2 separate regions of the Pan troglodytes genome follow, and region 2 is linked to region 1. A link is a contact called in public Hi-C data. All regions are on one chromosome and are shown on one strand. The core of a region is the stretch at or near the end of the contact, and the rest is flanking DNA. Distances in the headings are between cores, read along the strand shown.

Region 1 (6,579 bases), core at 2,866-5,365:
ACTTGCTGGGACTGTGGCAGAGGCAGGGAGTGATGGGGCTGCAAGCTCAGGGCGGGGGCTGGCACAGCTCTGGACTGGGCAGGGGGAGGGCCAGCTCTGGGAGAGGAGGGGCAGGTTCTAGAGTGGAGAATTCTAGAGCTGTACCTGCATTGTGCCCTCAAAGGGTGCGTCTTGTTTTGAGGACCTGCCCACTCTGAGGACATCTTGTGGGACCAGTCCTGCCCACATGGGGCCCACTCTCTGTGAGGTGAAAACCCATTTCAAGGGCTGCAGCCAGGGTGAGGCCTCTGTGGACCCCTATGGATGTGGCTGGCCACAGAAAGCTGTTAAAGAAATAAGGGTGGGGATTTCTGGGGCATAAAGACAGGAAAAGGGACACATACGTGTCAACCACCATTTCAACTGCACCCCCTCCTTCGAGAGGATGCCATGGCCACACTCAGCTGGGCCCTAAGGTGGGCTGAGCCAGAGGAAGGCAGGCAGGAGCTCTGTCTCCCGGCCTTCTCCACTGGAGCCTGAAGCACCTCCTGCCCAGGCCAGCAAGGTGCGGGAAGCGTCCCACCTAGAGACCTCTGCAGACTTGACCACACACCCCAGGGCAAGCAAGGGCCCCACTCCTGAGCCTACCTCTGATCCGACAGTTCCAAGAGACAAAAGCCAACCTTGCCCCTCCCTTCTGGACCCCAGAGTGCCCTGTGGGCCCTATTACTGCTAACGTTTGAGTGCTAGCTCTGTGCCCGGTGCCATTCTGGGCAGTCGCACCAGCTACAACTACCACCTGTTGCAGTCCTGCCCCCGTTCACAGAAGACATTCAGGTGCCCAGCCCGTGGGGGCATTTCACATCTGGGATCTCAAGTCCTAACACAACCAAGCAATCCTCGCTTTACAGATGATGAAATTGAGCCCCCATGGTGGGGAAGCCCAACCCAAATGTGTCATCTCTGCTGTGAGCTGGACAGCACAGTGGCTGTGGGCCTGGAGGGCAGGGCTGCCTGATGGGCAGCCATCCTGGGAATGTCTGCAAGGGTCTGGTGCTTGGTACAGACCAGTGAGTCTGGGGAATTGGGGTCTCCTCCACCGAGATCTGTGGGTGCACTTGGCATGTTTGCTGCAGAAAAGGCCCCAGAATGGGCTGGCTTGAACTGGAAAGACACACTTTCTCATCCATTTTGGACCACGAGCTTCTGAAGAGCAAAGCATGTGTTTGATATTCCTTTGCTCACCCTCAGGCCTTGTTTGGCAAATTGCCTGGGATACAGAAAATAAGGACAAGGTTTGGGTGTAGTGGCTTATGCCTGTAATCCCAGCACTTTGGGTGACCAAGGCAGGAGGATCTCTTGAGGCCAGGAGTTGCAGACCAGCCTGGGTAACATAGTGAGACCTTGTCTCTGCAACAAAATTTAAAAATTAGCCAGACTTGGTGGTGCCCACTTGTAATCCCAGCTATTTGGGAGGCTGAGGCGAGAGGATCACTTGAGCGCAGGAATGTAAGGCTGCTGTGAGCTATGATTGTGCCACTGCACTCCAGCCTGGGTAACAGTGAGAGGCCTCATTTCAACAATAAAACCCAGCTTGGGCCGGGCGCGGTGGCTCATGCCTGTAATCCCAGCACTTTGGGAGGCCAAGACGGGCAGATCACGAGGTCAGGAGATCGAGACCATCCTGGTTAACACAGTGAAACCCTGTCTCTACTAAAAATACAAAAAAAAAATTAGCCGGGCATGGTGGTGGGCACCTGTAGTCCCAGCTACTCGGGAGGCTGAGGCGGAAGAATGGCGTGAACCCGGGAGGCAGAGGTTGCAGTGAGCCGAGATCGCGCCACTGCACTCCAGCCTAGGGGACAGTTAGACCTCAGAAGAAAACTGGTTTGTGGTTGACCTGGGGGTTAGGTGTAGGGAAAAGAAAGAGAGATCAGACTGTCACTGTGTATATGTAGAAAGGGAAGACATAAGAGACTCCATTTTGAAAAAGACCTGTACTTTAAACAATTGCTTTGCTGAGATGTTGTTAATTTGTAGCTTTGCCCCAGCCACTTTGATCCAACCTGGAGCGCACAAAAACGTGTGTTGTATGAAATCAAGGTTTAAGGGATCTAGGGCTGTGCAGGACGTGCTTTATTAACAAAATGTTTACAAGCAGTATACTTGGTAAAAGTCATCACCATTCTCTAGTCTCGATAAACCAGGGGCACAATGCACTGCGGAAAGCCACAGGGACCTCTGCCCTTGAAAGCAGGGTATTGTCCAAGGTTTCTCCCCATGTGATAGTCTGAAATATGGCCTCGTGGGATGAGAAAGACCTGACTGTCCCCCAAACTGACACCCGTAAAGGGTCTGTGCTGAGGTGGATTAGTAAAAGAGAAAAGCCTCTTGCAGTTGAGATAGAGGAAGGCCACTGTCTCCTGCCTGCCCCTGGGAACTGAATGTCTTGGTATAAAACCCGATTGTACATTCAGTTCTGAGCTAGGAGAAAAACCGCCCTATGGTGGGAGGTGAGACATGTTTGCAGTAATGCTGCTTTGTTATTCTTTACTCCACTGAGATGTTTGGGTGGAGAGAAACAAATCTGGCTTACGTGCACGTCCAGTCATAGTACCTTCCCTTGAACTTAATTATGACATAGATTCTTTCGCTCACATGTTTTTTGCTGACCTTCTCCTTATTATCACCCTGCTCTCCTACTACATTCCTTTTTGCTGAAATAATGAAAATAATAATAAAAACTGAGGGAACTCAGAGGCCGGTGCTGGTGCTGGTCCCCTGGGCCCACTGTTGTTTCTCTATACTTTGTCTCTGTGTCTTATTTCTTTTCTCAGTCTCTCGTCCCACCCGACTAGAAATACCCACAGGTGTGGAGGGACAGGCCACCCCTTCATTAGGAAAAAAATAGAAACTGCGCCAGGCAATTTAAGCAGGTGGGATTGGTTGCTTAAGTGTTAGAAGGGCTTGAGAGGCACGGGGGCAGGGTGGAGTTCGTCGAAGGTGGGGGCTGCAAGAAGCGGCCACTCTAGAACCAGAGCAAGGTGGTCCCGACCCAGGGTGGCTGAGCCTCTGGGCTCTGCTGCGGAGCCTGGGAGCCTGCGGCACACCTCCGCTCCCACCAGTGGCAGGACACAGCTGGAAGCCCGCGAGTGTCAAGCCAAGTGATGACTGCAGGATCAGAACGGCCATTGGCTCTGTCCACCCTCCCTTTGCAGTCTCGATTATCCGCGTCGTTGCCTGCACCTGAATCCATTCCCGGGGGGCTTCATTGGGCAGCCGTCCCGTGCTGGGCTTTGTAAGCAGCCCTCGGGAGCAAAATACAGACTCAGGCCTGCCCCCTGGCGGAGAGGCTGGCGTTCGTTTGTGATCGGAGTGAAAGTGGGGCTGTGCTGCGCGCGGCAGCTGGTGTGCGTGAGGCGGCGGCGGCACCGAGACCGGGAGGGGACAAGGCCACAGGCGCGCGGGAAGCCGCCGCAGGGGCCGCGCCCGCATCCGCAAAGGCTACTGCGCTCTCCCGGGCGCCGTCCCTCCAGCCAGGAGTGGACATCCTGCCCGCGCTGCTCCCGCCGCCTCCGCCTCTGCCGACGCCCAGCCTGGACGCGCGGCGGGCGCTTTCCTTCCTCACATCGCTCTTATCGCGTCCTGAGCTCCCGGGACCCCGCTGGTCGCCTCTTTCCCAACGAGCGCAGGGCCCTGCGAGTCCTGCCCCCCTCCGGGTGCCGCGGCCTCCAGCTGGCGCTTCCGGGGCAGACAGAGGGCGGGCGAGGCCGCGCGAGTCCAGGGCGGGCGTGTGCTTGCGAGCGGCCGCAACGCCGCGCCGAGCCCGCGTCCCCGGCGTCTGGGAGCGGAGGTTGTCAGGGCTGTATGCGTCCGACGGGGACACGGGGACTGCAGCACCCCGGGGCTGGCGTAGCTGTCGCGAGCCTGAAGGCCGCGCCTGCGCCGTGGCGGCCGAACTGGCGCTGAACAGACGGGCGGGGCCGAGCGTGAGGCGGAGTCTGCGCACTGCTGCTTTGCAAATGAAGGTGGGCGGGGTGGAGCGAGCGTGAGAGACGTGCCCCCGACCAATAAGTGCAGAGATCGCTCGGGGGCGGGGACCTGCTGCCGCGCTCCAGGCTGCGGTTGGCCAGAAGGCAGCGGGGGCGGGCTCGGCGCGCGCGGCTCCGCCCACTCCGGGCCCCTGCTGGGCGGGAAGGCGGCGCCCCGGCCGAGGTGGCGGCGGCTCCTCAGGTAAACGGCGGGTGGGGATGAGCCTTCGGCGGCGCTGGGGAAGAGCCCCTCGGGGAAGTCTGGGCTGAAGAGCCTGGGGCGGCTCCCTTGGCGGGGCCGCGGAGGAAGCCGAGTCAGGAGGCGCCTCCCCAAGGTCACAGGGCGAACGCTGGGAGGGTCCTGGGTGTCGCGGGGACCTCGGCTCAGGTGTGCGCCGCGCCACAGCCCGGAAGAGAGGCCGGAGCTGTGCGGCTGTGCTCCTCCTCTGCGCCGCTAAGTCGTCTCGGCCGCGCGACCACCCCTCTTCGGGGAGCTTGGTGGTCCCCGGTGCCCGCCCCTCCGCGGGAGCCCGGTGGTCCCCGGTGCCCGCCCCTCCTGTGAGCCCGGTGGTCCCCAGTGCCCGGCCCTCCCCGGGAGCGCGGTGGTCCCCGGCCCTTCTCCCCCCAAGCGGGGCCACCGGGGGTCCTCTCTCCGGGAAGCCAAGCATACGCCCGGAGCCTGCAAAGCCGGCGTGCCCCGGGCCTCCGTATGCCTTCCGTATTCTCTGACGATCGCGAGCAGGAAGGTGATTTGTCCCTAGTCACGAGGATGACTGGTCATAGCGTGCCGGGCATAGCGCTGGCAGGGCCGCCGGGAGCCAGCCCTCACTCAGCCAAGGTGAGACTTAGGGGGTCGGATTTTCGGGCAGCGTCAGTGCAGCTGCAGTGTTAGGGTCAGAGGAAACCACTCTGCGGGCGCTGGTGGCTCGGTCCTACACACTCTGGGGAGGGGCTCCTTTGCCTGCTCAGTTGGGGAAGGGACAGACTCATAAACTCAAGTGCAGTGAGGTAGGCAGAAAAGGGGTACGGGGGTGTGGCCGAACTTAGGGATGTGAGCAGAGTTGGGTCGGGGACAGCCCTGTAGGCAGGGACCACTTTGGAAGGGGATGGTGGTGAACGCACACGATGCGGTAAGAGGCAGGCAGGGTAGGGCCGGTGATAAGTCAGGTGAGGGTGGTGAGTTGAGTTTAGAGCTGTTGGGTCTCAGTGCGATGACCATGGATGGAGATGTCCCGAAGACCTCGGGTCCCGGGGAGGCGAGGGCTGGAGATGCGTGTGGGAATCGTTGTTTGCGGCATGTTTCATCGGTGGTACGTGTTTGTGACGTGGCTGCATGGACAGTCTGGGCACCCTAGGGTGCTGCCGTCAGCAGGATCTTCAGTGCTCAGTCTCAGGCTCTCAGGGTCCCCGTGAACAGGTGTCTCTGGTCTCTCTTTGATGTCAGAGTGGAATGACCTGAGGCTAAGGTGTTTTTGTTAACTTGAAACTGACGTGCAGGCCGCTGTGGCTTGTGGAGACCTGCACCTCGTCATTTCCCACTGGCTGGGGTTGATTGCTGACTGCTGAGGGACTCCAGGGGGTCAGAGGTGGAGGCTGTGGGGCATGTGCTTGCCTGAGTTCGTGGCTGTCTCCTGTGTCAGGAAACAGGTGCTCGTGCTTAGTTTTCTTTCCCAGGGTCCACAGAGGCCCAGGAGAGAAGCCTGGTTGCTGCCCTCTGTCTCGTAACCCCCCTTTCACAGAGCTGGGTTATTTGGGGTAGAGATCCTCTGTCTGTGCCGGTCCACCCAGCTTGGTTTCTTTGGGGTAGGAGCACCAGGAAAGGCTCCCGTGGCTCTTGGGAGCTCCTAGCCAGTGTGCAGAGAACACGGACTGCTGCCCATCATGAGAAATGTGCTTTCTTCACTGAGCTTGAGGGGCCACCTGGTTTTGGGGGTTTGCACGAGCACCAGTGACACAGCTTGGTGTGGCCTGTATTGAGGAACCATGTTCTCGGTGGACTGTGAGCAGTGGGATGTGGGATTGCATTTCCCAGGGTCATCAGCCTTATTGGTGACTTTGGAAGTTGATTCTGTGGCTGCTGTGCTGGGAGAGAAGGTTCCTTGGACCTGACGCGTGGGTGGGGCATTCTGTGACCTCCCAGTCTCCCTGCACACACCCAGCCCTGCAGGCTGGCTCACCACTGCTTCTGGGCTATTGATTCCTGTGGCCTGCACAGCCTCGCACACCCCCTCCTAACGCTTTTGGACCCAGTGCAGCACCTCTGTTGTGGGCACAGGTGTGGCAGCCATATACTTTTTGTGGCCGGAGGGCTTTCAAGACAGGAACTCTGGACCTGGGATGGTGACTGGCGGGTGTTTACTAAATGTGGTTGAATTAAATGAAAAGGAAGCAGCTCTTTCATTCACACAGAAATGTGTGCTATGTAGGGAGATAAGACCCTATCAACCCTGCCTGCCACCTTCTCCCATTCGTTTGCTTTTTGTTAATTTAACCAAAGCCCTGATTGGCATTTGTGTTTTTTTCTGACATCCCCATTACATACATGTGTGTGTACTAGTACGAGAGCATC
Region 2 (6,579 bases), core at 2,521-5,020, 120 kb after region 1:
GGGTGCACTGCCCCTACCCCCACCCCTCACCTGCAGGGTGCACTGCCCCTACCCCCACCCCTCACCTGCAGGGTGCACCAGCCCCCCCACCCCTCACCTGCAGGGTGCACCAGCCCCCCCACCCCTCATCTGCAGGGTGCACCGCCCCCACCCCTCACCTGCAGGGTGCACCGCCAGGCTGGACACCCACTTGCAGTTGGGCATCAGCTTCTTGGTGAGCTCCTGGCGCAGCAGGTGGTAGAGGCGGACGCTGCGCTGGGACGCCACCAACAGGAAGGGTCGGGCAGGGTGGAAGGCCACTCGCTGCACCTGTCCGTGGCTGCGGCGGAACGGACTCTGGCTGCGGCGACGGCTCAGCTGGTGAATCAGCACCTGGGTGTGGCCTTGGGTGGCCAGCACCACGGCCAGGTAGTCCCCACGCCCGTGCCAGGTCACCTGCGTCACTGGCTGCAGAAGAGCAAGGCTGGCTGAGTGGCTGAGCCGGGCCCCTCCCACTGCAGCCTCACTCACCCCCAAGGCGCCCCACGTACCTTCCCGTGGCAGATGCGCAGCCGCAGGCCTGCTTGGCGCTCCTCCTCTGAGGCCTCCAGCCAGCGGGCCGGCTGCAAGGGGGGCTCCTCAGGCGGGACGAAGGCGCTCAACAGCTGATCTGTGCTGCCCGCCACCAGCCGGTCCCCCAGAGCTGGGTTCAGCAGCAGCACCGAGTCCTCCCTGTGAGCCAGGCCCAGACACAGCCCCTAAGCACAGTGCCACCCCTGGCTCCCCAGTCCCCAGGGCCTCCACTTACACGGCCGCAGCCACCAGGCAGACAGCGGGGCTGGGGTTCCAGGCCACGCTCTTCACCACGCCCCCCACGGGAACAGTCCTCACACAGCGGGCAGTGGCCACCTCCCAGAGCCGCAGGGAGCCATCGTCAGAGCCTGGATGCGGCAGAGACAGCTCTCAACACCTGGCCATCCCACCTGCCCCCCAGCTCAAGGCTGCCCCCAGCTCGGACCCACCTGAAACCAGCCACTGGCCCCCAGGAGAGACACTGAGGCACCGGACAAGGTCACTGTGGCCCCTGTAGACCTGAGGAGGAGGCGGTGGCAGTGAGGAGTCAGACCGGGAGGGTGCCACCCCAGCCCCTTAGTCTCCACTTACCAGGGCCTGGCACGTGGGGAAGGGCTGCAGGTCCCTCGGCCGCGGCAGCTTGGGGATGAGGTCCTCAGGCTGTACATTCACCTGGGGCGGGAGAGCGCCGGGTCAGCCTTGCCCCCCGTGCCACCCCCCGGTGTGCCGCCCCCACACACCCTCATTTTGCGCTGCCGTGGGCACAGGTACAGGTCAAGGCAGCGCTCGAAGCGTTCCTGGATGAAGCGTCCGTAGGCAGGCACGGCCCGCAGGCTCGGGAACTTGCGTGGCAAAAAGCTCAGCTTCCTCTCGCCCGGCTCCTGCTGTTCCCACGCCAGGCGCTGTGGAGACCAAGACACAGGGGTGGGGAGGGTCACAGGGGAGCATGGGGACAGGGTCCCGGCCCCCAGGATGCAGGCCCACCTCCTCCTCGCTGAGCAGGTATTCAGGGGGTGGGTTGTACGACTCGGCGTGGCCTGGCAGGGCCAGCTTGGGAGCAGGCACGTGCATCTTGTGGCGCCCGAGCACGGCGTTGGGGTCCTCCTGGGCCCACAGGTCATAGAAGCTGGGGGTGGGGTCTCGGGGCCGGCGAGGCTGGATCCAGCCCATCTTGATGGCGTGCACCATGCGAGAGACCTGCATAGACAGCCGGGTCAGGACGCGCAGTGCGGGGCGGTCAGCCCAGGCCAAGCCCCAGGGGCCGTGTGCCCCACCTTCTCCTTCTCCACCAGGGAGGGGATGAAGCTGCGCTTGTCGGCCGGGCGGTTGGTCACCGGGTGGATCATGACGTCCCCGCTGAAGAAGTCGACAGCCGGCTGGGGGAGAAGATGTGGACGTGTGGGCCAGAGTGGCTGAGGCCCTGCTGGTGTCTCCAGGACCCCCGCCCCCCAGGGGCCAGCCCCTGCCACCTACCTCATAGGGGTTGAAGCCCACATCCCCAAACTGGCCACTCTGCAGCCGCCGCACCAGGGCCACCTGCTCATCCGTCAGTCTCAGGTCCCGCCCTGTCATCGGGTCCTGCACGGTGCGCCTGGAGACCGCCAGTCAGACCCCGCCAGCCCTGCCCCACCCCTCGGGCCCACCCTGGCTGCTGGCCCCACCCCACCAGCCCTCACCAGTAGTCAGGATCGTCCATCTTGTCCAGGAACTGGTCCAGCTCATCCCGGGTCCGCAGGGGCTTGTAGATGCGCCTGCCGTCCAGGTCGTAGCCCACGTGGGGGAAGTCATCGTACCACTCCAAGGGCACGTTGCCCACCGTGTTCCGGATGTCCTGCAGCCGGGGGCCACCATGTCGGCATCTGATCCTACAAGGCCCACCCCCGCTTCGGGCCGCCCAGGGGAGCAGGTGAGGGGGTTGCAGGGTGAGTGCAGGCCCAGCCTCAAGTGCCCTGAGGTCACTGGCCCTGACCTACGCCCGTTCCCCAGCCCTGGGGTCTGACGTGGCATGGCGGCCACGCTGCCCCCACCCCCGCCCTCGGAGGCGCCGGAGCTGCACCTTCACATTTTCCACTGAAGTGGTGCCAACCCCAGAGCTCCCCCCTCACTGGATTCCTTGGCCAGGGCTCTGGGCAGCCACAGACAGGGATGACCTCATCACCCACGGGCTCCCTCCCCTGGCAGGGGCCTTAGGCAGAAGTGGGCAGCTGTAAGACGGGGACTCGGGGAAGACCCCAACTGACCCATTCCACAGAGAGGCAGAAGCCAAGACCTCTCTGTGGGGGACCCCCCACCGTCTGCCCTCGGCCCCTCCCCAGGCAGAACAGCCACGTTCCTGGACGTACATTCCTGGTTGCAGCCCCTGCCAGCCGCCACCCTCGCTCCTTCCAGCCTGGGGACCGCTGCCCAGGCGGCTGCTTCCTGCAACAGTAGCCACGGGGAGGGGCCCAGACAAGACAGAGCACAGCTGGGAGCCTGCCGGGCCCCCTGCTGCAGGAGGGACCCCTTGGGCCCTGCCCCCTGCTGAAGGTCCTTCCCTCTCCTCCCCATGGAGATAGGGGGCCATCCCCAAATTGGATAATGGGGGTATGTGTGTGCTTCCTGAGGGACCTGGTGGCCCTGGAGAGGAACGGGGGAAGGAGGAAGGGGCAAGGAGACCGACGGGGTGAGAGGTCCACACAGCTCAAGAACAGGGGACCTGGCCAGCTAGCAGGAGGCACGGTCTGTGCCAAGCCTGGAGAGGCAGGTGCAGGAGAGACTGAGCTCTAGGCCCCTGAATACTCGCCTGTGCCCGCCCCCTGCACACGGCCTGGCACAGGGCAGGCGCTGGCGCACATGGGAGGCAAAGACAGACAGGGTGCGGTCAGGCAGCAGGGCCAGGGCGGCTGGGTTAACTCAGTTGTGCCACGGGAGAAAACGGGGTGGTGGGTCCCGCTGATCTTCCTCCTCTCTCCCGGGGACGGGGGGCACTGCAGTTTTGGGGCCCTGAGTAACTACAGCCCAGAAGCGACCTCCCACTTCCTCTGCATCCCCAGAGACGGAACGATGCCCCCAAAGACCAGCCCCCCGGCCCCCCCCCGCCCACCGCCAAAGCGTGGCCACAGAAGGCCGAGGGACGCGGCGGGCGCTGCTCGAGGAGCCTCCGGGCTGAGAGGGGCGGGGCGTGCGCGGGGGAGGGGCCGGGACGCGGCTATAAAGGCGCAGCTCGGGGCCCCGCTCCAGCCCGGGACGCACATGTGCGCGCGGCGCCCGGCAGCTGCCACCGCGGGGCGCAGCCAAGACCCCGCGCCTCGCCCCGGCCGGCCCGCGAGGCCCGCGGCGGCCGCAGGAGGCGGCATGAGCAGCGCGCGACAGAGCTGACGCCGCGCCCCCGCCGGCCCCATGTCCTTCGCCACGCTGCGCCCGGCGCCGCCGGGCCGCTACCTGTACCCCGAGGTGAGCCCGCTGTCGGAGGACGAGGACCGCGGCAGCGACAGCTCCGGCTCCGACGAGAAACCCTGTCGCGTGCACGCGGCGCGCTGCGGCCTCCAGGGCGCCCGGCGGAGGGCGGGGGGCCGGCGGGCCGGGGGCGGGGGGCCAGGGGGCCGGCCAGGCCGTGAGCCCCGGCAGCGGCACACGGCGAACGCGCGCGAGCGAGACCGCACCAACAGCGTGAACACGGCCTTCACGGCGCTGCGCACGCTGATCCCCACCGAGCCCGCCGACCGCAAGCTCTCCAAGATTGAGACGCTGCGCCTGGCCTCCAGCTACATCTCGCACCTGGGCAACGTGCTGCTGGCGGGCGAGGCCTGCGGCGACGGACAGCCCTGCCACTCCGGGCCCGCCTTCTTCCACGCGGCGCGCGCCGGCAGCCCCCCACCGCCGCCCCCGCCGCCTCCCGCCCGCGACGGCGAGAACACCCAGCCCAAACAGATCTGCACCTTCTGCCTCAGCAACCAGAGAAAGTTGGTGAGCACGGGCCGTGGGGCGCCGAGGGGGCCTCCAACGCGCCCCTCAGCCCACACCTGCCAGGCAGAGGAGGCAAGGCCACACGGGCAGGGCTCCCCAACAGGGCACAGGCAGGCACACCTGTAACACAGGCCTGCCGGGGGGCTGGGGCCTTCTCCTGGGGCTCCTCTCCAGGGCGTCCCTAGGACACTCAGCTCCCAGTGGAGTGTGGAGTCCCCTGCAGGGAGCTGCATGAGGGTTAAGAGCTAGGGATGGCCAAAGGGGCCCACCCAGGGCGGGGAGGCTGGGGAGCTGGACCAGGCCGCTGCAAGCTTCCCTTTTCAGTAAGTTGAAAGGCGGAGTGAAAACAGCTGAGTTCAGAAAGTAAGAGGCTGCAAGGCAAGAGAGGAAGGACCCCGGGTTCTCAGCCCCTGCGGCCCAGCACTGGCCTAAGCCATCTTGGGCACCTGCTGTCCGTCCCCCACCTAGGCCGCACACCAAGACACCAGGTCCTGTAGGGCTGCCCGAGACGTGGGCCATGGGACACGAAGGCAGAGGCTGGCAGGAGATGTGGGGGCTGGGGGTGAGGGCCCCTGCAGGAGACGCTGGCCAGCTGTGATTTACAGCTCCTGCTGTGCTTGGTGGCACCGGAAAAGCAGGGTGAGCAGGGAGAAAATACGGCACGGCTTTTCCCAATCCCCATTTCCTCTCCAGACAGCACGCGCGAGCTCCTGGGGCCTGAACATCTGGGAAATTTAATTTTACAATTTCGGCTGTGCAGCAGTATGCTCCCCTCCCCAAAACGCTTGAGGGAAGCTGGGGAGAGCCGGGAAGGAGGTGCCTTGGCGCTGGCCACCTGAGATGGCACCCAGCAGGGAGGCCAAAGAGGCGCAGACTGGCGCTGGGCTCTGCCGGGGCCTGACACTCCTCCCTCCCCTCTGCAGAGCAAGGACCGCGACAGAAAGACAGCGATTCGCAGTTAGGAGGTGGCCGGCAGCAGCCAGGAGGCAGACGCTGCTGGGGGAGGTGGACGCCCGGGGTGACTGCAGACAGCCCCCACCTTGGACCTGAGCTGGGCAAGGCCCACCGCAAGCATGCCCCCAGGCCAGCCCTGGCTGCGAGCGGGGCCGAGAGACAGACGGACGTACAGACAGGCGCCGGCAGCGGGACTCTGCGCTGGCCCCAGCACCTGCCCGGGCCCACTGGAACTTTCTGCGCTGGGTTTTCTTCCGGCCACTGTGTGATGGCATCTTGTGTTTTTGATATGATAATATAAAGTCTGAAAATTTTGTATAATTAAAAACAAAACAGTATCTTCCAAATATGGAGGCCAACTGTCCTCATGAAAGGTTCAGAATCCACCCCCAGCCCCCAGCCTGAGCCTCCATTCCCACCCTTGGTGGTCCCATCCTCCTTGGGCCAAGTACCCCGGCTCCCTGGGAAGCCCCCACTTTCCAGGCTAAGGGCCACCCCTCCCTGGGCTGAGGCGGTGAGGATGGGCTTGGCTCACCCACAGAGCCTCATATCGGGAAGCTGTGGGGTGGGGACAAGGGAGCCACGCCGGGAGAGAGGGTGGGGGAGGAGCTGCGTGGCAGAAGATGGGGAGGGCGAGGCACAAGGCAGGGACGCTGTAAGGCAGGGACAGAGGCAGCAGCAGGGCAAGGGTGCCCCCGACTCAGGCCTGTCGGGCACCCGGGGGCCCTGAGGGTGAGGAGGGCGCTCCATGTGGCCACAAGGAGTGGAGCGAGCTGTGCTGCCCGGCGGAGGGGGGGGGGGCTCCCAGCCCCAGCGAGGGCAGTGGGTGTCCTGCCTCCACGAGCCTTGACTGGAGAGAGGGGCATCTCCTCATGCACCAGTGCCACTTGGCCCCTGGAAGCACTGCCCACGTGGGAAGGAGGACCCCTGGCCACCCTCCTCCCACCACCACATCCCATCCAGCCCCCTGAAGACCCCGCCCACCACAGGAGGTGGGTTTAGCCCCCACAGTGCTCTGTGCACAGCTGGCTGGCCATTAAAACCCTGCAGGTGACAATTACCGTCGAGTGGTGTGAGATCAGTAGGCACAGAGAAGAAGGGTGGTGCTGTGTGGACCACGTCCCCCCA

What was found. Hi-C and Micro-C count contacts between places; a contact is called where the count stands out from the background.
Region 2: a Hi-C map of stem cell-derived neural progenitor cells shows a contact between it and region 1, with 2.7 times the contacts expected there. The contact joins the promoter of SCX here to the promoter of MROH1 in region 1. A contact is called at or near these places in 1 of 7 Hi-C or Micro-C datasets (stem cell-derived neural progenitor cells) and 1 of 1 datasets of contacts at active chromatin or transcription factors (stem cell-derived excitatory neurons).

What each region holds. Positions count from the first base shown.
Region 1 is chr7:154,507,487-154,514,065 of NHGRI_mPanTro3-v2.0_pri, forward strand. MROH1 (maestro heat like repeat family member 1) reads left to right here and starts at 4,116. Exons shown (of 43, transcript XM_063816715.1): 1 at 4,116-4,212.
Region 2 is chr7:154,626,563-154,633,141 of NHGRI_mPanTro3-v2.0_pri, forward strand. SCX (scleraxis bHLH transcription factor) reads left to right here and starts at 3,771. Exons shown (of 2, transcript XM_024345382.3): 1 at 3,771-4,497; 2 at 5,421-5,798. The coding sequence starts at 3,931. The coding sequence ends at 5,459. BOP1 (BOP1 ribosomal biogenesis factor) reads right to left here. Exons shown (of 16, transcript XM_016960107.4): 4 at 2,229-2,383; 5 at 2,026-2,143; 6 at 1,827-1,928; 7 at 1,537-1,749; 8 at 1,293-1,454; 9 at 1,144-1,224; 10 at 1,002-1,071; 11 at 788-920; 12 at 531-711; 13 at 159-447.